Regions from separate parts of the Mus musculus genome. Here region 1 is linked to region 2. A link is a contact called in public HiChIP or PLAC-seq data. All regions are on one chromosome and are shown on one strand. Each heading gives the region's core, a stretch centred on a gene start, on an enhancer-like site or on the middle of the called end of the contact. The rest is flanking DNA. Distances are from core to core; before and after follow the strand shown.

Evidence for each region. HiChIP or PLAC-seq counts read pairs in DNA pulled down with a chosen protein or histone mark.
Region 1: a contact with region 2 is called in a BATF HiChIP or PLAC-seq map of CD8 T cells, with 7 read pairs. The contact joins two enhancer-like sites. A contact is called at or near these places in 1 of 39 promoter capture datasets (cranial neural crest), 3 of 484 Hi-C or Micro-C datasets (cerebellum, cortical neurons and nephron progenitors) and 1 of 115 datasets of contacts at active chromatin or transcription factors (CD8 T cells).

Annotation. Positions count from the first base shown.
Region 1 is chr9:40,993,047-40,995,746 of GRCm38.p6, forward strand. Crtam (cytotoxic and regulatory T cell molecule) reads right to left here. Exons shown (of 10, transcript NM_001281954.1): 2 at 1,399-1,539. Among named protein-coding and RNA genes, the nearest start is that of Crtam, 10 kb to the right of the region's middle. Within about 2 kb of position 1,290, at least 26 of the 459 cell types and tissues checked have an H3K27ac peak or open chromatin away from gene starts, as enhancers often do. A contact at or near this core is called in CD8 T cells, where this site is marked.
Region 2 is chr9:40,422,243-40,424,985 of GRCm38.p6, forward strand. All of the region lies in intron 1 of Gramd1b (GRAM domain containing 1B), which reads right to left. The region is part of intron 1 of Gm51668 (a long non-coding RNA gene); the gene reads left to right. Among named protein-coding and RNA genes, the nearest start is that of Gm51668, 6.6 kb to the left of the region's middle. Within about 2 kb of position 1,444, at least 87 of the 459 cell types and tissues checked have an H3K27ac peak or open chromatin away from gene starts, as enhancers often do. A contact at or near this core is called in CD8 T cells, where this site is marked.

The DNA of each region.
Region 1 (2,700 bases), core at 40-2,539, 570 kb after region 2:
AGCACTAACCCAGCATGGAGGGTTCCTCTTCATCTTATTTGACCAACTGACCTGGGAATTTCACATGAAGTAAAAGATTCCAGGGCAAAGCTCTGGAAACAGTGAGTTTGTTGATTTACCTTTTCATCTGTTAAAGGTGCATAATTTGCACAGCGTAAACAGAGTTAAACCTGGGCTGGGTTAAAGCCTGAGGATGCCTGTGTCTCTAGGGACCTGATGCCTCTTGAGCTAGCACTCCGGGTTTGCAGCCTCATCTTGGCTGACACTGGAACCAAGAGTTCTTTGCTATGGGGCTTCAGCAAGAGGCAGATGCTTAGTGCATGCTTGGTGACTACCTTCCAGATCCCAGAGCCGGCAGGCACCCCACTCCAGATTTGTGACAACTTCAACAATTCTCGGAGACTACCAAATGCCAGGCAGAGGTGTGATGACCCTCACCTGGCAAGTCTTCCACGTGGATCAAGGGGTTTTGCTGAAGAAACCTCAAGATGTCTAACTTCTCATTCTCCCAAAGAGAAACAACAGAAGAAACGTTTTTGAGAGAACGATTCCTACTCAAACTTCACTTCTCTACAACTTTTCTCAGCTCGTGTCTTCTTAGTCTGCCGGACTGTACTATTAACAGCCGGTAAAGCTTGCGACAAACTATTTGACTATTTTCTATCTACTGCATCAATTAAACAGTATCGACAAAGCATATCTATAGGGGAGGGGCTCTGTGAACATAAACGGGCTTGAATGGTTCTTGTTTTCTCAAATACTTGACATCTAGGGGTTTTAGAGATATCTAGTGGCCTCATTATGAAAGAGTCTTTGGTAAATTCCTGTCCATGGTCTAAGCGATGTGTGAAGTTTGTCCCTCTCTCTCTATCTTAAGCATGCACCGTACACTTCATATGTGGCCCGAGAAAGTGACTGCTGAACATCCTGTCAATGGCCACTGCCCAGAAATCTTGGTCTGAAGTCCTGCAGGGGAAGAGGAGGCGCTCACTAATGTGACTTCTTTGCAGCTGGTTCTGGACAGGAGGGGATGTGTCAGAGCCACCAGGAAGTCCACCGAGGCGGCCTGCTGCCTGCCTATGGCTTTGCTGTGGGTGTTTCCTGGTCACTGAGAGTCAAAAAGTGATGTGGGGGTGGGATGTTGGCGTGGAAAGGTGCTTTGTAATGTGAGCCCCCTTTAGTAACCTTTCTAATGGGGTTTCCATTTCAGACTTCCTGTCTCCCCCAAAGCAGCCCTGTGTCACATAACAGGCCTCTGAGGTGTGAGTCACGTGTAACAGTGGGTGGTCTGTGCCCACTTTTTGGGTGACTCATGTGAGCCTTCCGTCCCACTAACCTGCCCCAGTTGGAAATCCCTTAGGTTGAGGCTTGTCATTTTCTCCCCACAACCCCACTTACCAGGATGCTGGTTTAAAAAAATGGTGAACCCAGAGGGAGCCAGCCACTGGAGAGAGACGTTTTTTGTCTGAGAAGTAACACACGTTAGAGTGAGCGTTTGGCCTTCCTCTACCGTGACGGTCTCCATTTTCAGAAAGGCTGCTGCGGAGGGAGAGATGGGGGAAGGTCAGGCAGGGCGCATGCGCGTGTGTGGTAGGGCGTAAGAAGACCAGCCCAGACACTCCGTTCTCTGCCAAGCGAGCCCCATGATTGAACCCAGGTTGTCAAACCTGGTAGCAAGTTGCCCTGGCAGCAAAAGCCATCACCTGGCCCCAAAGAAGAGATCTGTTGCTCAGTTTACAGATGAGTGACCCCATCTGGCTCAAGGTCACAGAAGCCACGGGACTGGAATCAAGGTGTAGACTTCAGTGCACGCCTCTGTATCGACATAGACCTATCATAGTGATGAACGCCCTGAACACAGCACTCATGGCCTCAGTTTATAAAATGGGTGATTTACAAGTTCAAGTATTACATGGCCTATCTACAAGCCTCTCTCTCTCTCTCTCTCTCTCTCTCTCTCTCTCTCTCTCTCTCTCTCTCTCTCTCTCTCTCTCTCTCTGTGTGTGTGTGTATGTGTGTGTGTGTGTGTGTGTGTGTGTGTGTGTGTGTGTGTGTGTGAGTTGAGGGGGTAGTGGATTGGAGTTCCTGATATTGTTGAGTTAGGTAAAGTGCTCTCTAGCCCTGGGTTGAATCACCACTACCACCACCACTACACACACACACACACACACACACACCAGTAATCCATGGGGCTTTGGTAACTTTTGGGGCCTGTTGGCCACTGGAGTAGATAAATCCACCCACATAGCTTCTACCACTGAGGGATTACTCTAGCAAATGTAGGAGTCCAATTTCTCCGAATCACACCGTGCCCCCAGAGAATGATGAATTGACTCAGAGCAGTGACAAATTTATTGTCCCAGAAAGAAAATAAAGGAAGAGTAAACTTACTTTTTTTTTTCCTTTCTGAATTGGCACATTTATCAGCACTGCTTCACATTTTAAACAAAATTGTTTTTCTTTGGCATAATATAATTCTTACCCAGGATGGTGTAAAAACTATCAACCAGAAGAACGCTATACTTATAAATTATGAACAGCAAATGGTTTATAGACCTATCTTCAACCTAAAAATGAAAAAAGGAAGGAAGTTTATTTCCTTTTGATATACACGCTGTGAGAAGGATCGTCTTCTTTTTTCTCCCAATGTCTCATGTCACCCAGACTGGCCTTGAACTCACTATACAGCCCATGCTGGAT
Region 2 (2,743 bases), core at 194-2,693:
CTTGGGAAGCAGGGGCAGGAAGAACTCTAGTTTGAGGGTAGCCAGGGCTACACAACAAAACTGTGTCTCAAAAAATATACATGATAATCACTTCACTTCACTGTATCTTCTACTATAACTAATAATCATTTGAAAGTGAAAGGCCCATTTTAATTGTCATTTCTTTCCATTTTAAGTGCCTAACACTGCCGGGTGGTGAAAGGGCACGCTTATCCCACCAGCCCGTTCAGAAAGACTCCTTTTTTTGAGTGCTTTCAAATCAACATAGGTTGGGTACTTGCCTCCTTGTCCCTCCACGTTTTCCTGATACCAGGGTTGAAAGGATCCCACTCAACATTCCAGGGCACAGAAGGGGCCATCTGCGACTGTTGCTTCAAGAACAGAAGCACCAATGCTGAGATCTGGTGGTGCCAATCAGAATGAGACGGAAACAAAGAGGCCATCACAACAACCACCCGCTGCCTCCTACTGCCAACCCTCCGCTGTCCTACACACATGCCAAAGGCATGACCTAGAGCTCCATCATGAAAGGGCAGGAGCTGTGCTTCGTACTTAGCAGGACGTTCATCAGAGGGTGGCAGGGAGGACTGAGGCTCTTCAAGTACACACCAGGAGCAAAACTTGGCAGTAGGCTGAGCCTGCCCACTGTTTGCTCTTCCTATCGAATGGTATGAGTTTCAGATCTCCATGCCAATCACAATACATGCTACTCCAAACACAGAGAATTGGACTATGGCTGAGGAAAGAAGAAATATTCTATTCAATGCCTTGTGCTGTGTTGTTATTATTATTATTTTACAAAGATCAAAGAACTCTTCAGCCACAATAAAATTCTAGACCTCTAGCCGGGCGTGGTGGCCCACACCTTTAATCCCAGCACTTGGGAAGCAGAGGCAGGTGGATTTCTGAGTTTGAGGCCAGCCTGGTCTACAGAGTGAGTTTCAGGACAGCCAGGACTACACAGAGAAACCCTGTTGCAAAAAAAACAAACAAAACAAACAAACAACAAAAAGAATTCTAGACCTCTGATCCCACCAATTAAAAGAATTATACTCACCCCATTGCATTCCTGGGATGGGTTCTGAGAAAGGGGCAAGAGAGTTTGTCTCAGCTCCAATTCCCTTCCGTTGTTCTTAGCTGAAGCAGCACACGGCTTTCCCCCTAGTTTCTACCATCATAGGAGCAGCTTTGGCCTCAGCCACTACTTGGCTTCACAGTGAATCTTAGGCACTCTTGAAAGACTAAATGCAAATTAACCAGGTCACTCAGAAGTGAATCTTTCACTCAGGAAGTAATGCGGTCAACCAAGTCCCTTCTCAGAACCTGGAGTCTTCGAGGATTGGTCAAGACTCTGGACAGCAGGCCTCATAAACCTTGCCCCCACAAGTATCTCTCTACTTCCTGCTGTTAACATCCTGTGCGCCCTCCTGTAGAAAAGCCCTTGCTCATCTCAGCTAGTACGCTCACACAGGAAAGGCTCAAAATGAAAGCAAGTAGAAGCCACAATACGCCACCTCACAACCTTCATTTGAGACAAACACACTGATCCTGAGGTTCCCTAATCTGAAAGAGGAGGTCAAGTTGCTTTTCCATCTGTTTTCTCTCACGGGAGTAGAAGACAACATACAAGCACCGTTTGTCTGCTCCAAACAACACCCTAGCTTCTTGCCAACAAAAATCCTTAAACTGTTTCCACAGCTGCCATGTTTGAAAGACACACACATTACTTGGTTCTAATTAATGTACATACATGTTGTGTTTCTAGTCAATGACACCTAACTACCATGCAGAACTTGAAAACAACATCAATTAACCCTTCCCAACCACCACAGATTGAGAAAATTCAAAGAAATGCAAGATGGGTTGTCTTGTATTGTGGTTTACATATGAAATGTTTCCTGAGGCCCATGTTTTGAACACTTCCTTCCTGGCCATTGTTACTTTTTGGAAAAGTGGATAAGAAACTCGACAGAGGAAGTAGGCTAATACAGGCAGGTATGGGGAGGCTATATGTTCCTGATCACTTCCTGTTGCCTTTTCTGGCTGTATCAATTGGAGACTGTTTGAAAAATCATTTCCTAACTCCTTACTCATGCTGGCTTCTGACCCACCGGGTCCCAAGTATGACCTGAATGGCATATGTTATCGCTTCTTTGGTTTGGTTTTGATTGTTTGGTTTTTGAAGAGGCAAAACTCCGGTTTGCAAATGACTGAGCCCCACTCTATTAAGATAGACTTTTGTCTCTTTTACTCCACTAATAAATGTTCGCAAACCAGACGAGATTCACTGATTTGGATCATTTGCTAATTTCTGTGGTGTAAACACTTTCACCATGGCTGGTTTCTCATGTCACTGAAATTAGCATTGGGAAATGACAAATATAATGAGCTCTCACCAGCTGACATCACTCCACCACAGAACACAAATATGCTCTGAGTGCTTCCTATGACCTTCTAAAGCAGCTTTTCAAAACAAACAAACAAACAAACAAACAAACAGGCCGGGTAGGCATAGTGGCACATTAAAGAATTCTAACAGGCAGAGTCAAGTGGCTCTCTGTGAGTTCAAGGCCAGCCTGGTCTACATAATGAGTTCCAGGACAGCCAGAGCTACATAATGAAACCTTGTTTCCAAAACAAAGCAAAACAACAAACAAACAATGAATAAATAAAGCAAGCAACTCTAGGCATGTCTCTTTCCAGGCTCATATCATCTTTTAAATTATATTTGTATTTATTTGGT